Linked DNA regions of Mus musculus: all the other regions are linked to region 3. The links are chromatin contacts, called in public HiChIP or PLAC-seq and promoter capture Hi-C maps. All regions are on one chromosome and are shown on one strand. Each heading gives the region's core, a stretch centred on a gene start, on an enhancer-like site or on the middle of the called end of the contact. The rest is flanking DNA. Distances are from core to core; before and after follow the strand shown. Region 1 has its middle 26 kb from the start of Gm24291. Region 2 has its middle 20 kb from the start of 4930571O06Rik. Region 3 holds the start of Cntnap4 (contactin associated protein-like 4). Region 4 overlaps 4930571O06Rik (RIKEN cDNA 4930571O06 gene).

The links. Promoter capture Hi-C pulls out the DNA fragments that hold promoters and counts their contacts. HiChIP or PLAC-seq counts read pairs in DNA pulled down with a chosen protein or histone mark.
Region 1: a contact with region 3 is called in a promoter capture Hi-C map of hippocampal neurons, with 14 times the contacts expected there. The contact joins the enhancer-like site here to the promoter of Cntnap4 in region 3. A contact is called at or near these places in 13 of 39 promoter capture datasets (the 3T3-L1 cell line, the C10 cell line, the HPC-7 cell line and 8 more), 2 of 484 Hi-C or Micro-C datasets (cerebral cortex and nephron progenitors), 6 of 115 datasets of contacts at active chromatin or transcription factors (embryonic basal ganglia, embryonic forebrain, embryonic hindbrain and 3 more) and 2 of 9 other capture datasets (adipose tissue and liver).
Region 2: an H3K27ac HiChIP or PLAC-seq map of SST interneurons shows a contact between it and region 3, with 11 times the contacts expected there. The contact joins the enhancer-like site here to the promoter of Cntnap4 in region 3. A contact is called at or near these places in 1 of 39 promoter capture datasets (cranial neural crest), 3 of 484 Hi-C or Micro-C datasets (cerebral cortex and cortical neurons), 5 of 115 datasets of contacts at active chromatin or transcription factors (SST interneurons, embryonic basal ganglia, embryonic forebrain and 2 more) and 1 of 9 other capture datasets (pancreatic islet).
Region 4: an H3K27ac HiChIP or PLAC-seq map of embryonic fibroblasts shows a contact between it and region 3, with 9 times the contacts expected there. The contact joins the enhancer-like site here to the promoter of Cntnap4 in region 3. A contact is called at or near these places in 14 of 39 promoter capture datasets (the 3T3-L1 cell line, 3T3-L1-derived adipocytes, the C10 cell line and 9 more), 1 of 484 Hi-C or Micro-C datasets (gonadal supporting cells), 3 of 115 datasets of contacts at active chromatin or transcription factors (embryonic basal ganglia, embryonic fibroblasts and forebrain) and 1 of 9 other capture datasets (embryonic stem cells).

The regions. Positions count from the first base shown.
Region 1 is chr8:113,553,646-113,556,345 of GRCm38.p6, forward strand. No RefSeq gene overlaps it. Among named protein-coding and RNA genes, the nearest start is that of Gm24291, 26 kb to the left of the region's middle. Within about 2 kb of position 1,331, at least 23 of the 459 cell types and tissues checked have an H3K27ac peak or open chromatin away from gene starts, as enhancers often do. A contact at or near this core is called in neural tube, where this site is marked.
Region 2 is chr8:113,496,240-113,498,940 of GRCm38.p6, forward strand. No RefSeq gene overlaps it. Among named protein-coding and RNA genes, the nearest start is that of 4930571O06Rik, 20 kb to the right of the region's middle. Within about 2 kb of position 1,317, at least 12 of the 459 cell types and tissues checked have an H3K27ac peak or open chromatin away from gene starts, as enhancers often do. A contact at or near this core is called in SST interneurons, where this site is marked.
Region 3 is chr8:112,568,626-112,571,325 of GRCm38.p6, forward strand. It overlaps Cntnap4 (contactin associated protein-like 4), which reads left to right and starts at 1,418. Exons shown (of 24, transcript NM_130457.2): 1 at 1,418-1,600. The coding sequence starts at 1,510. It overlaps Gm26994 (predicted gene, 26994), which reads right to left and starts at 950. Exons shown (of 6, transcript NR_132433.1): 1 at 838-950.
Region 4 is chr8:113,522,461-113,525,242 of GRCm38.p6, forward strand. The region is part of intron 1 of 4930571O06Rik (RIKEN cDNA 4930571O06 gene); the gene reads left to right. Among named protein-coding and RNA genes, the nearest start is that of Gm25766, 4.2 kb to the left of the region's middle. Within about 2 kb of position 1,316, at least 28 of the 459 cell types and tissues checked have an H3K27ac peak or open chromatin away from gene starts, as enhancers often do. A contact at or near this core is called in embryonic fibroblasts, where this site is marked.

The DNA of each region.
Region 1 (2,700 bases), core at 81-2,580, 980 kb after region 3:
AGAATTGAGGTGCAGCTTTGGTTTCTCTGTATGGTTATTGGGGAGTAGCAAAGATAAAGAAATACAGCCACTGGATGAATTCACTGTTTATGCTTACATTAAAGGTAATTCATTTTACAGGATAGTATCTTCCAGTCTCAACAGAATGCTTGCTCATGGACCCTTCTCTAGGTCCAGACCTTCCCTCTTCCTAAGGACACCTGCCCCACAGGACTACAGACTCACACTGCACCGTCCCTTCATGAACTAATCCTAACTAACACCTGAAGCAACCCCGTTCCTATATAATCTTTCATCCAGAGGACTAAGGCTTAGGACAGTAACATGGACATATTAAAGGCACACAATCCACCTCGTACTATGCTATAAATAAAAAATACTTACAGAGTAACAAAGACTGCATGTCTTTCAATTGTAATTTTACATGGATTATACACTGAGCTACTAATATTTTGGATGTGTCAAAGGGAAATACACAATATCAGAATTAATTGCATCTGTCACTTTTTATTTTTTTAATGCAACTTTCTAGGGTATTTTAAGTTTTTGTTACATTATTCATTTATGCTTATGTGTAGCTGTGTGGGTCTGTGTATGTGTGAGTCTTGGGGGTTTAACTTAAGTGATCAGTCTCAACAGCAAGTATCTTTACCCACTGGGCCATCCTTCCATGCTTTGAAGAGTCGTGTGCATAGCATATGACTATTGGACAGGGCTGATCTAGAAGAAATGCTTTCTTTCTGAGGACAGACACCATTGTCACATTCTCTCAGCCTCCGCATGCCATGGGGAGAGTAGACTAGGAAGTGGGGTAACAGGCACTAGGGGTAAAGATGGGTGTTGTACTACCACCCGGGACTCCTCGGGCAGAGGTGGCTGTAACTAGATTTGCTTTACTCCTTCCCCTGCACCTTCTTGTGTTCCTAATGTATTCTTTTCTTCATTCTTCTCCCTTTTACATTGTCTTTTTCCTTTTTGATAAGATTATATCGGCCAAGACAACCTGCCATTCGGAGCTCCAGCGGCAGCGAGTCCCCGGGATAATTAGCTGCCTTGCACCTCAGTCCTCATTAGAAGCTGATTGACTGAGAAAGCTTTACTCCGAGTAAAATCATCACCTGCCAGTGTGAGGTTACTTCTGAGAAAGGCTGGGCCTGCCCAGAATATGTCTAGTGTCCTTTAAGCAACAATGTACTGGTTCTGCTTTCCTAACCTCATCAATCCCCTTGATCCTGTCAATCAGAGCGAAGCGCTCGCTCCCCTTCCGCACGACTCTCGGGACCACTCTCGGAGGGGGAAAAAAATAATATGCCATGGGAGTGGAGGTGGAAGGCAGCCATGCTTACATCAGTGTCCTAAGGAGATGGCCAATTGCCCTTGCCGCCAGAGCCTCAGCCCTGCCCTCGGTATCGATTTTAAACTCTTCCTTTGATCTCAGGAGCTACCCAATAGCCTTGAAATAACTTCTTTTTTGGCACCTCTGCTGCCCACATCATTCTTTGCTTTTGCACACAGGGCTCTTACTATAATTATTCTGATTTTTCAAAGCAGTGAAAAGGACCTTTGTCCCCTGGCTTGCAAATCCCAGTGTCAGTGTGAATAGGATAAGGAGATAAAGCAGTTGGAGCCCAGCCACAGCTTTGTCTCTTGGAAAACTACAAGCTGCCTGGTGGAGAGCTGGGAGCTCTGTCTCACAGAGCCTCTGGGGTCCTCGGTTCCATGCCACAGGATGGAGCTCTAGGGGGTAAGAGGTAAATAGGATGGGGAAATCTGGGTTCTACCCCCAGATTTCCACCTCTGGAACAGTACTACAGAGAATTCTTCACACTCAATCTGTCCCTCATGAAATCAGGTTTGACCCTGTGCCTGGAGTTATGCAGCCCGGGTCATCTTTAAGGCAAGCCTTAAATTTTGTCCCCAAAGAAGCATCTATGTCCCTCTGACTTGTATATGCAACTTCAATTACCTTTATCACCTAGCTAGAATACTGAAGGTTTTGCCTGAATTTCCAGGTTGATCCAGGTAAACAGAATGGCTTGCTGTCTTCCCAATGGACACATAACTAACTGCACCCTTCTTTGGATGGAACAGACTTGGTCATTGTTTCTCATTGGTTCTAATGATTCCTCAGTTCAGTCTCTCAGGTGTTTTTATAATAGAACAAAGACGGGGTCTACATGAGACTTCGTCTAAGGTTTTTCGATCTGTTGCGTTTGCTAACCGAGCTATCAAGAAGCATGTTGTTTCTCTGTAAACTGAGTATCTGTCAGTCGGCGCTAGCTGAACTAATGGGTGGGTGCCAGCAGGAAGAGGACTCAGATTGAGCCCGGCCCCTTTAATGTGTGCAGGTGAATGACTTAAGTGTACAACAGCGCCTACTGCACACACTGAGTTTCAGGTACCAGTCTCTGGGCAAGGTGGTGTTATGGTTTATTTCATTTATTTTGTTTTTTTAATTCATGTGTATGTGTACTCATGTATGCAAGCACATATCAGTGTGTGTGTTTATGTGTGTAAAGCAAAGACTAATTTCAGTTGTCACCCTCAGAAACACTGTCCACTCCCACCCATTATCAACAAGATCTCACTATCAACAAGGCCAACAAGATTAGGCTAGATTGGTCACAGAGCCCCATGGAACCTCCTGTCTCCACCTCCCCAGTGCTGGGATTCCAACAATGTGCTTCCCAGGGTGGCATT
Region 2 (2,701 bases), core at 67-2,566, 930 kb after region 3:
AAGAGTACATATATTCAGATTTCTAAGATAAAAATTATTGAGATGAATAATGGAGACATTTGCATTGCCCTGGGAATACAATGAATATCACAGAATTATGCCCTTGATAATTTTAATAAATATAGTTTTATAATTCAAAAGAAGAAGAAAAGTTACTAAAATAAGTTATAAAAATTCCAACATTAGGAACTAGAGAGATGGCTCAGCAATTAAGAACACTTGTAGAGAACCCAGGTTCAGTTCCCAGCTCCCACAAGATAGCACTGAACCACCCATAATTCTAGTTACAAAGGATCTGAAGACCTCTTCTGACCTCTAAGGGTATCAGAATGCATGTAATAATCTGCATGCAAACCAGTATGCAAAGCACTTATATCACCCTTCTCACAAACCACATACACTCAGCACTTTTCATGCATTAGACCCCCCCAACATATTACCAGAAAATATGTAATTTTAAAAACTTTCATGAACTCGTAAAACCCTATTTTCAAATGTGACCATGTCTTTTCTAGTTTACCTAGAAAGAACAGAAGGGCTATTATCTTTCCCTCAAACCTGGTTAATTGTTTTATTTTTATTTTTTAATTTGTATATGGGTGCTCATTCATCAGACATGCCAGTTGATGTGCAGACATGCCTCCCGCGTGCAGCACAATCATGCAAGTGTGCCTTACAAAAATGCGTCTTGATAAACTCCGGCTCGCACTGTTTCCATAAAAAAAATGTAAAGTATATTTATAATTTCATATGCCACGTTCCAGTTCTGCAGCTAAGTGAGAGAGCAACATGCCTGGGGTTGCACAGCTGGCAAATTGCTGAGCTGGGATTCCGTTGCTGACAGCTGGTATTCATCAGCACTCACGGTCCTCGCTACCCCTGCACACAAGGCCTTCCAACCCCATCTCTGCACCTCTGATGTCTTGTTCAGCGGCGAGGAGGGGAAGGGAGCGAAAAGGCAGATGAGCTGGACTTTATCCAACATTCTCTGTGCATTGATCGTTTATGACTCGAGCCCTTATTTCATTTGTTCCTCAAAGACACCCAGAAAAGGTTGTATTTCCAATTCATTTAAAAATAAGGAAACTGAGGCTGAGAGAGGTTCGGGATCATAACAGTAAGAAAATCAACGCTGAGCCGGGCGTGGTGGCACACCCCTTTAATCCCAGCACTCGGGAGGCAGAGGCAGGCGGATTTCTGAATTCGAGGCCAGCCTGGTCCACAAAGTAAGTTACAGGACAGCTAGGGCTATACAGAGAAACCCCGTCTCGAAAAACCAAAAAAAAGATAAAAGAAAATCAACGCTGAGCGCCAAAGCTCTATGCGCGGAAGATTTCGTAACAGCAAAAAGCAACGTACGAGGAAAGGGAGATAGACCTCAAGCTGATTCCATTTCATTTATTTCTCATTTTTGGCCGTGGCTTATTTTTAAACTCGGTTGTAAATGGCTGAAGAGAGCACTTAGCACTCACGCCACCGAACGCTCCTTGCTGATGGTCGACGTCACGCGGACCTGGGGTGATGAAGGGCGCTTGGCAAGTGTGGTTTCTCCAGGTAGAGGAAGAAAGTGTTGCAAACACCAAGGCACCGAGCCCAGTAAGGATCTATGGCTCATGGGAATGTGTGTTTCATCCCTAGAACGCCTCCCCAAGCTCTCAAAATTGTTCAACAATATCTTGTCCCTTCCATGGGTCAATACATTTATTCACTCTCCCAGTTTTCTTTCTGCCTCTCTGTCATAAGACATTTTAATTGCAGTCAGAGATGTGCTCACTGTACCGAGCAACCTTTCCTGATATGCACCTCTCCAACCCTAATATCATCTTTCTAAGAACCAATTTTTAAGTCTCTATCGATCAGACATGGCTTGCCGATTTTCTACGTCTCTGTTGTTCAGATATAGCTTCCTCAGAACAGTTATGCAAGCAAGACCTACCACTCTCCACAACTGCCCCAGGCTTCCTCAGTGCAACTGTAGCTGCTTATCTAGAGACCTGATTAAGTGTCCCAAAATACCCAGGATTAATGGTCACATCTGGAGGATTGATAAAGGAGAGGAGGGTTTTACCACTCAAAAGAGTATTGAGAGGAACATAGACTTATCCACAGGGCTTTCAGCCTTGCCCATGACTAACAAAGTGAAACCAAATATTGCTATGAGTAGAGACAGCATAGTGAAAGCAAGGAGAGTTGGTACCCCACGAGATCTAGGTAATAAGCATAGAGGCCACCAAATTCACCACAGGTCCTTGCCAAGTGGGTCATGACACAGTAGAGTCCAAGGGGGCTCCATGGCCACAGTAGAGTGACATTAGTGAAGCACTCATATACTGTTCCCTGCAGATGCTTCATGGCCACTGCCAAGTTCATGCTTGAAAAGATATCAGGACAGGAGCTCAAGCAAGAACTTGGTGAAGAAACCACAGAGGAGAGTTGCTTGCTGGCTCATCCATGCTTAAGCAGGATACAGCCCAGGACTACCGGACCCAGGTCTGGTGTTGCTCCTCACAATGAACTGGCCCCTTCTGCAACAGTTAACAACAGTGTCATCCCTCATAGGCATGCCTACATTGCAACCTGACAGACACAACTCCTCCCTTGAACCGCTAGCTCAGGTGTAACTTGGCTCTGTCCAGTTGACAGTTAATGCTAACTTGGAGACCCTCTGAGTGAACAGATCCAAATATTTCCTAATGCTTTC
Region 3 (2,700 bases), core at 168-2,667:
ACGCCCAGGAAATCAGCAGGAAGACGTCTTGACATTTATTTTAAAGAGATGATTTACCCTCTCTGACACCATGTGATGTGCCGCTCTGTATGGGGTCTTAACTTTATCATTTGAGTGCTTTAATATTCTACACAAGCAATAGTGCCCAGGGAGTGGCCACTGGAAGAATATTCTCTGTAGTTGTTGATTTTCTGAGTGTGTGTTGCACCCATTTGTATGTCTGTGAGTATGTATAAGTGTGTGCATATGTGTGTGAGTGTATGCATGTGTGTGCACATGTATATGTGCATGCATGTGTGCCTGTGAGTGTGTATAAGTGAGTATGTATTCCTGTCAGTGTGTGAATGTGTGCGCGTGAGTGTGTACCTGTGTGTGCACTCACGTGTGTGTGCACGCACACACATATGGGAGGGGGTTCCCTTTTTCAGTATTCCATAATTTTCCATTTTGGGCCCTCTGGGAATTACTATTAAGAAACATGATTATGGAATGCTGCCTATTTCCAGAAGGATGCTTTCATAAAACTCAGTCTACTCAGAGAACTCTTCATGGGTGGATTTGTATTCCTGAAGCACCAACTAAAATAAGAAATGTTAATTTCTCGCAGACTATTATCAGATGATTTTTAAATATCTGCCAAGCAGGAATGTCTGTTCCCATGTGAGGAATTTCCGTAATAAAATCCTGGCACCGGAGCACAAGGCAATAGTTTTATAGAAACAGAGAAAAACAGCACGCGTTTTCCCGGAGGACAGTTTTAGCTACAATTCACCAACGCTTGCTTCGTTATTTCTGTCTTATTTTATGCTTTTGTTTTGAAACATAATGCAGTTTTACCTGGATACACTCCCGGGCAATCAGGAAATAGCTCACTATGTTGGTTGGTACTGCCAAATACAAGACCTGCGGAAAATCAGAAGGCTTCCTTGCCTGGCTGCTTTCCTCACCCCAAAGGGTGGCAGGGCACAAAATGGGTTAAAGCTTATTGGAGAATAGAGGGGAGGGGAGGGAGCCCCGAGGAGGCCAGGAGCAGCGGGCAGCGGGCAGCGCCTCCAGGTCCAGCTTCCATCACCTGCAGCCGCTGCGGAGCTCAGAAAGCTGCTGGCTGCTGCTGTGCTTTTTGGAGGAGGAAGGATGCTGGGGCAAATTTCTAAGACCGGTGCGAGGAGTGGGCGTGGCCTCGGCAGCAGTGTGTAAGCTTGTTAGGACAGAAGCTGGTTGCTTTTCTGTGAGGAACCAGTACTGAGGGCAGGGGAGAAGGAGGGTGGGGAAGAAAGAGAGAGAGAAAGAGAGAGAGGAGAGGGAGAGAGAGAAGGAAGGAGGAGCAAGGGAGGAGGGAGGAGGGAGAGGAGGAGGAGAGAGCGCGCGCGTGAGAGGAGGGAGGGGGAGGAAAGAGATCCAGAGAGCTAGAGATACTGAAGACCCAGTCAGTGCTGGGTGAAGGACTGAGGAGAACCTGTCTCCAGCGCTCTGAGAGCCACTCGAGATATTTTGGGGAGCTCAAAAATTATGAATATGGGATCTGTCGCTGGAGCTGTTCTCAAGATGTTACTTCTGTTGTCTACTCAAAATTGGAACAGAGTGGAAGCTGGGAATTCATGTAAGTACACAGCAAATGATTTAAAACTTGCAGGGGGGCTCCGCGCAAAACTTTGATTCTGTTGTTTTCACGATTAATCTTTTCAACTGGAATCGCTGCGGGGCTAGGAAAAGCACTACAGGGAAATTGTGCAAATATGATCGGGTTCCTCTTGGTCTGGTCAAAATATGCAATATGTTATTTGGATTTTTTTTTTTTTACTAGCAGAATTTCACTCTCTTTGAATATTCATTGAGAAGACTCAACTTCTAGTAAAACATTAAATTAGCATCTTAATCGGGGGACCAGCCCGGGAACGTCTTCCATTGCGCCTGTCTTGAGGTCATTAAATTTCATTGGGATTATTTGTCTACCAGGAAAACAACCCGCAGACTTGATATTCTGCTGCATTAGCTGAGATTTCTGAAGTTTGCGATTTAGCAGTGGCTGGCTGCATCTCTGAAATGGTGCAGGCTAATAGCTGAGACATACTGCAGACTTCGCGGGCAGGGGCAGGCAGAACTGGTGGAGGCACAGCTCAGCACTGGAGAGCTGTGTCCTCAGGCAGAAGAGCACTCCTGGATGGGTACCCATCCCTACATCTCCCTTAAAGGGAAATGTGCAGGTGACTTCCCCCTCCCCCACCACCCGCTTAAGTAGTGTTCTCTAGTGGTTGAATTTTCAACTTCATGTATTTGTGATTGATTGTCTTAGTGCTGAGTTCATTGATTCGAGGAACATTTGTTATGGTCTCGTTGCTTAATTTAAATATCATCCAAAATACCCTGGCCCAACTCTTTCGTCAGCTTGCCATTGGAAATAGGAAAAGTTTTAAAAGTTTATATTTGGTTTAGATTCTTTAGATAGAAGAATTTCCTCTTTTTATGTATGATAAAAACAGCCAAGCAAACACACAACTTTCTATTTCTTTCTCTGCTTTACAAGAAAGGGTTATAAGTCCTGCTCAGGAATGGATGGGACCTGCCTTACTGACAGCTTTAGGTTTGAGAGACAAGACATTGGTAACTCTCTTTGCCATAGACCCTCTTTTGCCTTAACTGTAGAGTCCTCACGAGGGAAAGGCACAGGGAACTCACTGCCACGAGCTCGTGTCCACCCAC
Region 4 (2,782 bases), core at 66-2,565, 950 kb after region 3:
CACCCTTATTTGGATAAGACACAGTTGGTGGTCAGAGCACTGATACCCATGTTGTTCTCTAGAGTTTGACATGGGAGCTGGGGCAGCACTCAGACTTACTGATGGCTATCTAGTGCTGGGAACACCGTTTTAGACTATGTTACATTACCATCTCTTGAAAAGGTCTATGCTCCCCAGGGGGTTATCTATTACCAGTGGAAGCACAGAGCTGAGACCAAAATTCAGTATGTCTTACTTGGACTCATCCAATCACAGAATGTTCTAGGATCTCCAAACACTGTGAGTTGAGACTAAATCTCCTATCCCATGTGCCTACTCTCTTGAATATTTGATATCTACTAACTGTTCAAAACAATCTCAAATAATGTTCTTGTAAACTTGGATATAACAGAAGGAAAGCAATAGTTTAAGCAGACATAAAATCAAATGAGCTTGTTTTTAAAGTAAAATAAATTCAAGTCTTTCAAACACACTTTGATAAAATAGTTTTCTGATCGACCTCTCTAATCATTTCTAAGTTAATAATTTCTTCTCCAGACAAACTCACTCATCAGCCGATAAAGCATTCATTCTATCAGCCATCTGCCCATACATCATACACCTTGTGGCTACCTATTACTAGTTGCAAACACTAATCTTGGGTCTGAAGATCTAAGGCCTAACAGGGCAGGACTCTATCCACAAAGGAATTTATAGTCTAGTAGGAGATACTGAGAATAAATCAGCAAGTTGATTGTTATGGCAACACACCTTATGTGTAGTAAAGGATGGAGAAGGGGAAATGAGGAGAGCAAGAGAGGGAAAGATAGGAAAAGATTCACATAGCAGGGGAGGATACACCAGAGTGGAGAGTGAAACCATTTAAAAGCTGAGAACTAAGTGACGAAACACAGAAGGGGTCTAAATGGAATTCTCATACCAAGAATTTTCAAAGGATGTTTAGTCTGTGTTTCGGTGGAGACACAGATTTATCTGGATATAAAAATACACAAGGTGGCTAGTGCTTTGCCCAGACTGTTCTAATCCATGTCCTCGATCTGTGCTCTGCTCCTACTGTGCTGAGAGAGATCTTTGGTACCCTTAGGTCCATTTCTTCAAAGACTTCCTGGCCAGTAACTGCTCAGTTCCTGGTTCCTGAGACTCTTTTTCTAACCCCTTAGTCCATGTTCAGAGTTCTATTTTACTAAAGAAACTAACTTAAAGTCATTGTGGTGGTTTGAATGAAAATAGCTCCCAGTGATGCATATGGAGTGGCATTTTGGAGGTGTGGTCTTGTTGGAGGAAGTGTCACAGGGAGTGGCCTTTGAGGTCAAGCCTGGACCCATGACTCACCTTCTCTTCCTGCTGCTTTCAGATCCAGATGGAGAACTCTCGGCTCCTCTCAGCACCATGTCTGCCTACTTGAGGACAAACACTGATGTGTTCATGAGTCTTAAGTTATTTCTAGGTTCAAAGTTATCTGACAACAGAATTCACTTGGATGGTTACAAATCCATTGCTTATCAAAGTGTCTGCTTGTGAAGGGAGTTCTACAAAGTAAATTTATCAAATCGCAGCAATAACAAAGCTCTGATTTGTTTTTATTTAGCTTTAATTCTGTTGACCTTGTTCAATAGCAACATGAATCTGTGTTGGTTGGTCCTGAAAATGTCTAAGTTTATAAATATCTATAAAGATCATAAGGATTAGTCATTTATATTATGAGCTCAGCTTGAGTTAATATTCTTACCCACTTATGTCCTCCATTTAGGATCTTGATCTTTCTTTCCCTTTTTTTCTGATATTATTTTAAGTCCTGTTACAGTGTGATGGTTTCCTTTGCATCAGGCGTAGTGCCAGGAATTTTCTAGAAGGGATACGTAGCCTAAGTTTTAGTGGATAAATAGAAGCTATCTGAGTAGACCAGTTAGTACAAAAGAGGGCCAAAGCTTGGCTCAAACATCCCTAAATCTAAATCTCACACCCTTCCTCTGCCCTGGTTGTCTTGTTTTTAGAACTGACCTAGCTTATACCCTTAAGCTTGCCACTTCATGCACTTGCTGGTCACTGATGCTTCAACAGCTGGTTTCAGAGAGATAGACAGACAGACAGACCCAAGATCTTAAATGCCAATGCTATTCTGAGTAGAATTTATTGTCTCTTTTGTATTATTGCTTTCAAATGTAAAAATTATATTTTTGTTTATCATACACTTATCTTTTGAATTCACACGGCTTAGAGCAAATGTTGAGATAACTTTCAGTGCTTCAACTACGTTCTACCTGTCCTTTACCTCCAGTGTCCTTCGTGAATGTTTCGGTTTTTGGTTTGTTTGTGTCTTTTGCGTTAGCTACTGCTCCAAAGATCGTAAAGGGACAATGGCAGGATCTGATCTCAGGTTTTAATAGGAAGTGGCCTTAATGCTTTATTCTTCAAAATATCATCTGCTGTTTTGGGACCTAGCATTTGTTATTTTCCAGTGGCCTTCTTCTCATCCTTCCTCCGTACAGTGATCCACAATAGCTTTTGCATTTTACTGAATAGCCTTTCAGCTGCGATTGATATGCCTGGGATTGTTGATATAATAAAATATGTTGATAAAGTCTGTGATTCCGAAGTCCTTGTGCTACTGGAATGCATTTCATTTGCCGTATCATATAATTTAAAAAATGGATATCTGGACTCAGACATCTAATAGTTTATTTGAAATACTTCCTTTTATATCTGTAATTGGAGTCCATGTAATTTTCTCTTGTGTGCTATCTTCATGATACTTTAGGCAATGAATTAAAGACATATCATT